2 separate regions of the Mus musculus genome follow, and region 1 is linked to region 2. Evidence: chromatin contacts called from public ChIA-PET data. All regions are on one chromosome and are shown on one strand. Each heading gives the region's core, a stretch centred on a gene start, on an enhancer-like site or on the middle of the called end of the contact. The rest is flanking DNA. Distances are from core to core; before and after follow the strand shown. Region 1 overlaps Cdh23 (cadherin 23 (otocadherin)). Region 2 has its middle 11 kb from the start of Mir6906.

Region 1 (5,733 bases), core at 1,895-4,394, 240 kb before region 2:
CTATATTCCATCCTGGTGGACCCAAACCTACAGCCCTGATTCTTACAAGTTGGCTGTCTCTCTGTCTCTTTGTCTCTCTGTCTCTGTGTCCTACACTTCTGAGGCCTGGTCTTTCTCCTTTCTAAAATCTTATTCCTCCTTCGGTCCCCTTGCCCACGAATCCTCAAGTCCCGCCTCTGTCTCTCTGCCGAGCCATTGGCCACTAGCAACTTTATTTACCAGTCAAAACCAACTGGGGACAGAGGCCCTCAGCGTCTTTCATGAAGATTCTTGTGCAATTTTGAGAACCCAGTTAACATAATACAAGCGTTAGACCAAATCCACAGCACTTGTCCTTCTAAGTTCACACTGCCACAGGCTGCTTCTCTGGGTTCTGGCTGCCCACTGGGTACTGGGAGAGTTGGGTCAAGTCTGAACAGCTCCGTCGGGTGGGATCTGTAGGGTTCTTGATGGCTGCTTGTCTGCCCTGCTTCAGATTCGGGTCTCCAGCTGTTTAATGTGTTCCCTGATTAATCCGCAGTAAAAGTTCCTGGGATGCCTCCTGAGCTTCAGGTAGCTGGTTACAGACTCTTCAGAAACATTTTACTTGCTTACCATGGCCAATTCCGAGGCTCCTTCAAAGGAGTCATGCCCCTTCCAGGCACAGCCCAGTCCCCTCTGTAATCCCAGTTCTTAGGACGCTGAAGCAAGAGGATCTAGATCTCCAAACCAACCTAGGTTACATGCCAAGACCCTGCCTCTAATAAAATAAAATAAAATAAAATAAAATAAAATAAAATAAAATAAAATAAACTCCATATATTCATTGTTAGTCCAGATGTTCTCCCAATCACACAGGTCGGGGGATTTTATGGAGGCTCCAGTGTGAAAACACAGTCTATTATGCACCGTCTACGTTCCTTTCCTCTTCCCAGATGCTCCCATTACCAGGAAATTCTAAGGAATCGTGCCTTCTGACATATTTTCTAGCCTATCTTTATCCAAGTAATCTTATTTCCCTTTTTACTCTGTCTGAATGGAAACTCAGGTCTAGCTCTTTCCCATCTCTTCCGTAGCTATACTAAGCTAGGTATCTGGTACTACTGCTCCTTACCCCCAGCCCATCTCCCTCGATTTAGTGGGTCTTCCTCTAGGATCCCTTCTTTGATGATAGTCAAGGTATGAATCCCAATCTGATGGAAGGGCTGCAATTGACAGCCAGGGCAATCATAGCACAGAGGGCAGTATTAGCAACTCCCAGGCCTCCTAGAAAGCAGTCTTCCTGTGCACAGACTTCAGCAGTCAGGCCAGCCACCGCCACATGCAGGTCCCACCTTGTGAATCAAGTAGTATGGCTCTGATCTCTGATGTCTGCCTGTGCACTGCTTGCCCTGGCAGGGTGGATGAGAACCATGCCTGCAGTGGACCAGGCCTTGTCCCGAGGGAGACTGGGAATGTAGGCAGACCGAGAGCTCTGGGGCAGAAAAGCTATGAGTGTGAGCATCCAGAGAATATGCGGGAACAGTATTCTGGTGGGGTGATGGGAGGTAGGAGACCCTTGTAGAAGAGATGGCTGGAATCTGGATGGGCCATAAGAGCAATGGGATTTCAGCCTGTAGACTCATGGGAAAGTTGTGTCAGGACGGTGCTGTGAACATGGCTGGCAGAGTGGGGTGAGGGGATGGTAGGCTCCAGCTGGAGCAGAGAATGGCTGCCTGATAATTGTCATCCTCACCCCTACCCCATACCCCACAGGGTGTGATCACAGTCAAAGGCTTGGTCGACAGAGAGAAGGGCGACTTCTACACATTGACAGTCGTGGCAGACGATGGCGGCCCCAAGGTGGACTCTACTGTGGTGAGTGGGTCCTGGGTGGCAGCTCCGCCCCCACCCAATATTCCCCAGCACCTGACCCATGGGCAGTGGGTGGAAGGTACCAGGCCAGCCAGTAACCATCTATATCTGTTTTCTCTCCCTTCCTGTTCCTGCCCCTGCTCCCGCTGTGCCTACAGAAGGTGAGTTAGCCCATGAACTGCCTCGTACCACTGGTGGTGCACAGACCTTCCCTGGAGATAGGGCCCACAGGGCAGAGGGCTGTCCAGTTGGTGCAGAGAAGAAAGGTGATTGCGACCAAGCCTGGTGACCTTGGTCTGGTCCCTGGGACCCACACGGTAGAAGAGAACCGACTCTAAGTCATCCTGTGACCTTCACAAGATGCCATGCCCCGTGTTCACGCTTACCCGCCCCCATCCATACTCACCCAGCCACCCCAACACACACTAAACCAATCAACGGTGTAAAAAGAGGGGAAACATAAACATTTACAGCAGGGCTTCCTCTCAGACCTCTGCTGCCCACCCATTCTCCTCTCCCAAGCTGTGTCCTCCATGGTCCATCCATTCCCTAAGGAATCATGAGACAGAAGTGCAGTAATAAAGAAATACTTGGAACATACCCAGAAAGAGACCTGAGGGCTCCTCAGAGGCTGTGTGACAAAGCAAAGCTACTTAGCCTCTCTGTGTGCTTCCCCTGCCCCCCCTAAAGAGAGAATCCTGCCAGCAACCTTGCCCTCCTCAGAAGGGATGGCAGATCTCAGGAAGAGAGACATGGAAAGGAGGGTATTCAGGGCCAGCACCCAGGGAGGTCTTGGCATGGTAGCTGTGTCCACAGGGTGAGCCCCACTGCCAAGACTGTGTGCTCAGGAGTGTCAGACAGAGCCCCCAGAAGGACTGGGCCTGAGGGTGGAGTTCAGCAGGTTGGGGGTGGGGCAGAGCAGAGGTAGGGGGTGTGAATGGGGCTTTGACCCACACACACTTAGCTTTCTTTAACTCCTGGGGCAGCAGACAAGTACACCACATCCTAAATCTCCCAGCAGGAAACTTAGCAGATATGGGTAGCAGACCTTAGCATCTTCCTCGGTATCGTGGGCCCCCGCTGCCCTTCGGCCCTCGGTGGCTGCTGGGTATCCCATGAGAGCGTGGTACCACTCTGGCATCCGGGCAACCCTTTCTGATGTGGATGACAGGAACTTCAGACTCTCTCCCCCACTCAGCTCTCTTCCAAGAAGCAAAACCTGTTTCATGCCCCAGATACCCAGCCCAGTTGGCCCCCGTGCTGTTTGAGTTGCTACAGTGCACGTACAAAAGGCCTTTAAAGGTGGTACAATTTCCTTTCCAGGGCCAGTAGCCAAACCACAGCTCACCTCCACCTGACTCCTTCCTGCTTCAGCAATGGGGTGGGGGGAAAGGCCGGAAGGAAGTCTCAGCTATAGGAGCTCCTGGGTTGTATACTGGGGGATGGGGGATGGGCAGGGAGGTGAGGTTCTGAGGCTGGGAGCTGGAGAAGGCCTCCATCCTCTCTTCACCTACCAGAGCTGGCTCCCTTCTCCCCCCACACCCCTATCACCACCAGAAAGTAGCAACCACAGCACCACCATTGACTGACTATGCCAGGCCCAGCCTGTGCTGGCTGGGCTCCTGATGCAGCAGAAACCCACAGCAGATTTAACCCTGCCTGCAAGGCAAGAGCTAGATTCAGGTGGGGAGGGGACCCTATCACAGCGTCACTATGACATAATGTCAGGGAACGCTGGGGTGGGCTTGCCTAAAGTCACTCAGGCTGACCAGGGGTTAATGCAGCCAACAGGGAAAGGTTTGTTTGTTTGTTTGTTTGTTTGTTTGTTTGTTTGTTTTTCTGGCACAGGGAACAGGGTATACATAGGTCCTGTGGTGTGAGGACCCTAACTGACCAAAGAATTTGAAGGGCCAGTTACACACACACACACACACGCACACGCACGCACGCACGCACGCACGCACGCACGCATGCATGTACGCACACAGGACAGCTCACTCTGTCTGGTTTGGCTCTGAGCATGGGGTATACTAGCTATCACTGTTTCCATTTCCCATAGCAACTTGCTTCCTTAGCAGACTCAGACTACTTATTCCCTGGTAGATAAGTACAGGCCTATGGAGAAAGGCTGAGTGTCCATCAGACAGGAAGAGGAGGGGTAATGGAGATTACTATACACCACCTGTACCCGTGCTTGCTCATTTCCTGCTTCCTACATCCAGTGCTCAAGTCTTCTTGGTTCAGAAGTTTTCCGCTGAGAAAATGGAAAACCAGAGAGGTCGAGTAACTATGTGTAAAGTCACACAGCCAGCCATGGAGGAATTGACACCCCTACCACCACCCCCAGCTTCTGACATCAGCCTGATGCTTGGGGGGAGAGTCTTGGGGGGACTGAAACCAGGCAAGGCAGCCTGATTTGAGGTTGGGCACAGTGGCTTTCTTCTGTAAGATGGAAAGGGTCCCTAAGGACCATGAGCACTGTGCATACCAAAAGGCTGTCAGCTATGGGATCCAGAAATCACGGCCCTCAAAAGGATGGTGAGGACTGGCCTGGGGTGAGTAGAGCAGCTTGAAGCAGTTCTTAAAACCCAGGCTACCTCCCAACCTGCCCCTGGCAGTGAATGTAGCCGTGTGTGTAGTCTCTATGGCCTATGATCTTCCTGGGGCTGGTGGTCACACCCACAGTGACCCTTCTCTCTTCCCGTTCCTGGTGCTCTTCTCCACCCGAGATCCAGGCCTCAGACTTGAAAGAAAATGCTGTTTCCTGGAGTTTCCTTCCCCACCGGGTCACAGTAGCCTCCTGCTCCTGGCCTGATCCTCTCTCTTTAATACAGAACTGTGGACAAGAAGGCTGAAATCTGGCCAGCAGCTGCTTCAACCAGCCAGCAGCCCAGGATTCTCATTTCTGTGATTCATCGTCTTATTTCATATAAGAATCTGAACTCCTTAATCATGCTGAAAAACAGGAAGTGATGCCAGCCAGTGCCAGGGGGCTATTCCAGGCCTTCATTCCCATGAGCTGGAACCCAGCTGTCCAGCTGTCCCTGTCCCTCCCTGTACCATATTAGACAGTCTTCACTGGCCCCTCTCTTTGCTGTTCTGGCCCTGTGATACGTGTGCAACACCACACACACACACGCACGCACGCACACACACACACACACACACACACACACACACACGGATATTGCTCAGAGAAGGTGGGATGGAGCTTGGGACTTGAAGGTTTGCTCAAGGCCCCTGCTGACCTCATGACCTAAGGATATTTTGGAGAAGGAGGCAGGAGGTGGCTGAGTGTGTCTGCCCCCAGGTCTACATCACCGTTCTGGATGAGAATGATAACAGCCCACGCTTCGACTTCACCTCGGACTCAGCCATCAGTGTGCCTGAGGACTGTCCTGTGGGCCAGCGAGTAGCCACAGTCAAGGCCCGGGACCCTGATGCTGGCAGCAATGGACAGGTAGGCATCAAGCCAGGGTCCACCCAGGCTGGAGGGTGTTTCAGAGTCCTCAGGGACCGTCTGAGCCAGCAAGCTTTGTGTTAGCAAGCGGGAATGGACATTTACGTGGGGAGACTCAGGCTCACTCTCTAGGTTCCGAGGCTGCTGGCTAACATCCCCAGGACTGGGTACTTGCCAGGTACATACGGCCTGATCCCATTCCTTGGCATTATCTCTTTCTCCCAGGACCCCAGAAGGATAGAGTCATAGCGAGCATGGAGGCAAGGCAGCCCCATGAATCTGACCAGTCACCTCCTTTCCCTGTACCCTCTCTTTCCACAGGTGGTCTTCTCCCTGGCCTCTGGTAACATTGCTGGGGCCTTTGAGATTATCACCAGCAATGACTCCATTGGTGAAGTGTTTGTGGCTAAGCCCCTGGACAGGGAAGAACTGGACCACTA
Region 2 (5,753 bases), core at 95-2,594:
AAAAGCAGTTCTGATTTTACACCAAAGTTCTCATCTCTAAAGACATTTCTCGGGAGATAAAGAGTCAACGAGGGCCGGCAAAATGGCTCAGCAGGTAAGAGCGATTGCCACTTCCTCCTGAAGGTCTGAGTTCAATCCCCAGAGCCCACAGTGGAAGAGAGAACTATCTGTTCCAGAAGTGTCCTCTGACCTCCGTATGTGTGTATAATCCATATAGCAAGATAACAAATGAATAGTTGACACCATTTTGAAAAAGCATTTAATTCCACTAAATCACTGGGGAAGGGCAGATCAAAACCACAAATGACCCCAGTGTCACCTCATCCCAGTCAGGATGATTCTGATCAAGAAGACAAAAACACGCCAGTCATGGTAACACATGCACACCTGAGATTCCAGCACATGGGAGGCAGAGGTATGATCTGGAGTTTAAGGACGGCCTCTGCTATATAGTTAGTGAGCTAGCCTGAGCTACAGCACGCACACACACACACACACACACACACACACTCCAAAACAAACAAAGAACAGAAACTGGTGAGGACTTGAAGAAAAAGAAAGCTTTTCTGTAGCTGGTGGCTGCTCATATTAGTTCAGTTATCCCGGAGGACAGTATGAGTGTTATTAAAAACCTAGGAATAAAACCACACGACACAGCAAGCTCAGCGCTGGTTATATACCCAGGGGAAGGGAAGGAAGTTGGCATGCTAAACAGACAACTGCCCGTTCCCTCTCACTGAAGCACTATTCACAACAGTGACTATGGAACCAACCTAGGAGCCCATAGCCAGACTTAAAATGCAGTGCCTCGGGGCCTGGCAAGATGACTCATTGGTAAAGGCGCTTGCAGTCACGCCCCAGGAGTAAGCTCAAACCCCAGGACACACAGAACGGAAGGAGAGAGTGGATGCCCGCTAGACATTTTTCTGGTTTTCACACGCGTGCTATGGCATGTACACACACACACAATAAAGACATCAATGTGCTTTTTAAATGAGATGCTCATATGCATGAAATACTATACAGCCATAAAAAGCATGTCTTTGGTGGCAATATGAATGAAACCGGAGGCCACTGTATTAAGTGAAACAGGTCAGATTGCAGACAGACAGCTGCTGTCTACAATACAATAGTATAGTCTCATATAGAAGCTATCTCACAGAGTGGGCACAAGCTGTAGTTGAAAGAGAAGTGTGTGGGAAGAGCACTGGGCGAGGATGGGTAAATGGGGTTACTAGAGTTTTGTATTGGGTGGAGAAACCATGATTGTCAAGGAGTTGTGTATTTTGAAACCGAAAGCACGGTGTGTAGGGATGTGACATTGGAGTCCTGCCAGGCCACAATGTCTGCAGCACCCGCCTCTCACAGACACTAACAGGTACTTTACTGCCGTGTTCTCTGTGAGGCCTTAGCTAGCAAATTCCCTGGGCTGGGATCTCTCACCCAGGGAAGGGACTTTACCACAGAGGCTGTGTTGGTGGCCACACATTCTGCTCCCTGCCTGCTTCCCTGTCTCCTTCCTGGGGCTCAGAGAGCCTGGCTGTGGCCTTGCTCACCCCATCCTCATGGAAGAGCCCATATCTGCTGTGTGTCCTGATTTCCTCTCTGCAGAGAGCCTGCCTTGTTGTCAGTTTCTGGTTCTAGGGCCCGGGTTCTCCTCCCAGCCTTTGCCTTACTGTTACTCTTATCTGCCAATGGCATGAACAACTTCTCTAATCAATTACTTACTTCCCAGCTGTCCAACTCAGTGCTTTTCTTGCACTAACTCTTGCCCCCTGAAGCCCTTCTGGGAGGTGGGGGGGACCTTGAATGTTGCTAAAACAAAGAAATAATGAATGTTTGTGGAGGCAGACAGACGTGGCGGTGCCCCAATTTTCCCGCTGCACAGTGTATGTATGTTCTCACATATCCCACTGTGACCCATGAATGGATTCTGACAATTTTACTGACGTCAAATGCCAGGTAAATATGTATGTGTATGGTAGGGGCTTTGTTTGGTTTCAGTTGAGTACTCTTCTTCTCGAGCATCCTGAGACGTGTGTGATGGTCACAGTGCTGGGCAGATGGGTGGCAGGGACGCAACCTGTATGGAGCTGTGTCTGTGCACATTTGGTTTTTTCTCTTAGGTTTGTTCTCAGCAGCTCCTGGGCCCCAGCTACCATCCCCCAGAACTTGAGTGAAGTCAATATATATTCTGTTCAGTCCCCAGAAGTCTAAATACCAGAGAAGCAAGATGCTAGGCAAAGGAGGGGTAAGAGACTGGCTGAAAACGGGGACATGTCCAGGGAAGTCAGGAGCAGTGGGTACCCCATAAGTCTGGAAGGCTTCAGCCTGTGCTGCCAGTTGGCCTGCGTCTGTCCCTAGCAACATTCTGTTTGCTACTAGCCCAAGCAACCGTGGGCATCCAGACTGCTGGGATATGTCAACAGTGGGTGAATGATTTCAGAATAAATGCTGGTCCATGAAGTGGAAGAGCCAAACTTGCCTTGAAAGTTGGGGATGCTCCCGAGGAGGGCTCCCTCCGGTGAACTGGCCATCATCAACTGTGCAGCCTCCTTGGAGCTGATCCAAACACTTCAACAAACAAGCTTCGAGCTCAGGCTAGTGATAGACTCAAGCCCTGACCCACGGTCTACTTCTCTTCACAGTCACTTACCTGTGGTCACAGATGGTCTTCCAGCTAGAGGTGACGTTCCCAGGCGGGGTCTGGCCTCCAGACCCCACTCTCATGACAAAAAGCTGGTTAAAAGGAAGATGTGTTTAGGTAGGGGACTGTCAGGGAGTGAGACACTAGTCCACCAAAGAAGCTTAGGTCTTCTGGAAGAAGGGTCTTCTGAAGTGACTCCAGAGATTTTGGTCCAAGGTCACTAGGCCTCATGCCTTGGGGCTGTGGTTGGGGTGTGGAGTTTGACCTCTCTGTCACTTTGACTGGATTTGGGATTGCCTAGGAGACGTGCCTCCGGGTTAATCTGTGGTTTCCAGACAGGTTTAACTAATGCTGGAAGGTTCATACTAAATATGGGCGGCATTGTCCCCAGCCCACGTGCCTCATGTCCCTGATGCATGCCTTCCCCACTATGACAGACTGTATCCTCAAACTCTGAGCCAAAATCAGCCCTTCTTTCCTGTGTTGCTTTTATCGGGTGTGTTGTGCAAACAATGAGAAAAATCACCATTACAGGAGGAGCCTGAAGTGGAGCAAGCTGTTCGCTTGTCCGAGAAGCAAAGAGAAAGAGGAAAAAAAGGTCAACATCCCAGAATTCCCTGCTACCCACTGGGCTCCAGCTCCTAAAGGCCCTGCTACCCCCTCGGGGCTCTCAAGTGGGGACTAACATGGGGCCCTCAGGGGTTTCTTATTGAAACTACAGGGAGTGGTGAGGTCTGAGCGGAAGAGTCACAGTGTAAGTCTCCAAATCCAGTAAGAAATAAAAATAATGCGTGGCTCTTTTGCCAACTGTACAAGGCCTAGGAAATCAGTATTTGTATGCAGGCCAGCATGGAGGGGCCTCACACAGTACGTGCTGCTGACAGGGCTGCCCCTGACAGGTCAGCCTTCCAGAAAAAGCTGTTTGCTGTGTTGGAATTACCGTGTGGCTTAAGTTCACTGGTACTGTGTGCTTAGCTCACGCAACATCCTGGGTTCCATCCCCAGCTTACAACTATGAGGAAAGTTCTAGAACTAGGTTGTGGTGGTGTTTGGAACATTGGAAAGGCTACGACGTGACAACTTCCATATTCTGTGGCTTAGAAAGGAAGCTGAGTGTGTCAGTGGTGCCTGCGCCCTCAGCACTCATGGGCTGAGGCAGGAGGTTTGCCATGAGTTCAAGGCCAGTTTGGCCTACAGAGTTCCAGGCCAGACTGCATTAAGAAAATGAGAAGGGGCTGGAGAGATGGCTCAGCAATTAAGAGCACTGACTGCTCTTCCAGAGGTCTTGAGTTCAAATTCCAGCAACCACATGGTGGCTCACAACCATCTGTAATGAGATCTGACGCCCTCTCCTGGCCTGCAGGTGTACATGCAGATAGAGTGAATTTTCATACAGGAAGGAAGAAAGGATGGATGGAAGGAAGGAAGGAAGGAAGGAAGGAAGGAAAAAACAAAGCCACTACCTGTCACATGACCATTCCAATCTGGAACTTTGAGCTAGAGAAATAACCCAAGATGAGGCCCAAACCCATCACAGCCCTATTTATATCAACAGAGCAGAACCAGTGTCCAAAAAAAACCCACCAGGAGAGACCATAATGGATGATACCATGTACCTACAAAGTCATTTTATTTTTTTATAGTTTTATTTCGGTTGTGTATATGGGGTGAGGGTGTAGTGTGAGTGTGGCTGTGTATGTGTGGGTATGTGTATTGTAGGTCAGAGGACAACTTGCTAGAGTCAAGTGTCTCCTTCCACCATACGGGTCTCAGGAACCAAATTAAGTCATGTGACTTTACTCAGTGAGCCATTTCCCAGCATCGTATGAAGTGATTTTAAAAGACACACGCATGGCTCAGTGGGTAGAAAAAAAGTTCCTATCACCGAACCCAGACAACCAGAATTATCCTCAGGACCCACACTTGCTGGGAGGACAGGCCCAGTTCCCTCAAGTTGTCTTCTGACCTACACACAGCTCATGCACGCACACACACTCACAGGAAAAAATAAATAAATAAATGTGATGTTTTTTAATTAAAGGAAAAACCACAGGGAAGAGTCCATGATGTGTTAACACACAATCTGGCTTTATCTCTGCTTTGTAGCTGAGACGTAGGGGCATGCTTACTGACAGAGAGGCTAATTTAGACGGGAGGCATCTTTGCAATAATGCTAAGCGTTTCACACTGTGCCTGGTCCTCTGTGGATGAATCAGGCTGGCCTTCTCCAAGGTCTCTCTTGCAATGGTAAGAGCACAGAGCTAACTGAGATAGTCTGGACCACAGGGTCTCATCTGCCAAGATCTACTCTTAAGACAACACTAAGGCAGAATAAGCAAAGGTTTCTCAGCAGGTGGTGTTTATAAAGTTTTTATTTTCCATTTTCTTAAAAATAACATTTGCTTTCCTTTATGCGTGTGTAGAGTGAACTTGTTTCCTTAGGCTGAGTAATAGGCAGATAAAGACCACAGCAAGGTGAGGGTCCCGGGTGGAGGCAGGTGGGGATGGGCGGGGCAGGAGGGGGCGTGGCGCAGAGGAAGGGGAAAGAATGGGGTCACCCACGGGATGCTTGAGTGCCCACCAACGCACACACGGGTCTAACACTTGTTCAGATTTTTTAAAAGACATCTAAAATTACTGAGAGATACAACGTCAGCACTTAAATCTACAGACGGAACCCAAGCACTTGACCACAATGTTTAACTCTAAGCTCAGTGATTACACATCGGACGGTTTTAAGTGGGACACGGGCTGAGAAGCGGGTAGCTCTGCCTGACTTGGTACGGATGTCTTGAATCTCCTTTTGCACCCCCAGGTCTTTCCCTAGGACAACTGCAGGCGGGAGGGCTCGTGATGGCCCAGGTGTCAAAGATGGGCCCCTGGTTCTCTCCTAGGGCTGTGGGCTTGGGCTTTGGGGAGCCGATATCAAAAGACCCCACCTACGCACTTAGTGGTGAAGCAGAAAGCAGATAAAAGCCAAATGGGTACCAACAGAAACCAAGGGAGGGGGCTGGAGCAAGGCAGACCTGTGCCCACCCATCACACGTGGTCACGACTCCTGTGGAACACTGGGGGTAAGATGTCCCAGGACTCTCACCAACTTTGC

The links. ChIA-PET counts read pairs in DNA pulled down with a chosen protein or histone mark.
Region 1: a contact with region 2 is called in an RNA polymerase II ChIA-PET map of memory CD8 T cells, with 11 read pairs. The contact joins two enhancer-like sites. A contact is called at or near these places in 4 of 39 promoter capture datasets (the 3T3-L1 cell line, hippocampal neurons and pre-B cells), 1 of 484 Hi-C or Micro-C datasets (liver), 1 of 115 datasets of contacts at active chromatin or transcription factors (memory CD8 T cells) and 1 of 9 other capture datasets (pancreatic islet).

Annotation. Positions count from the first base shown.
Region 1 is chr10:60,378,757-60,384,489 of GRCm38.p6, reverse strand. It overlaps Cdh23 (cadherin 23 (otocadherin)), which reads left to right. Exons shown (of 71, transcript NM_023370.3): 34 at 1,735-1,836; 35 at 1,992-1,994; 36 at 5,144-5,293; 37 at 5,615-5,733. It also overlaps a transcript of Vsir not described here. Among named protein-coding and RNA genes, the nearest start is that of Gm17455, 18 kb to the left of the region's middle. Within about 2 kb of position 3,144, at least 59 of the 459 cell types and tissues checked have an H3K27ac peak or open chromatin away from gene starts, as enhancers often do. A contact at or near this core is called in memory CD8 T cells, where this site is marked.
Region 2 is chr10:60,134,447-60,140,199 of GRCm38.p6, reverse strand. It overlaps a transcript of Spock2 not described here. Among named protein-coding and RNA genes, the nearest start is that of Mir6906, 11 kb to the right of the region's middle. Within about 2 kb of position 1,344, at least 31 of the 459 cell types and tissues checked have an H3K27ac peak or open chromatin away from gene starts, as enhancers often do. A contact at or near this core is called in memory CD8 T cells, where this site is marked.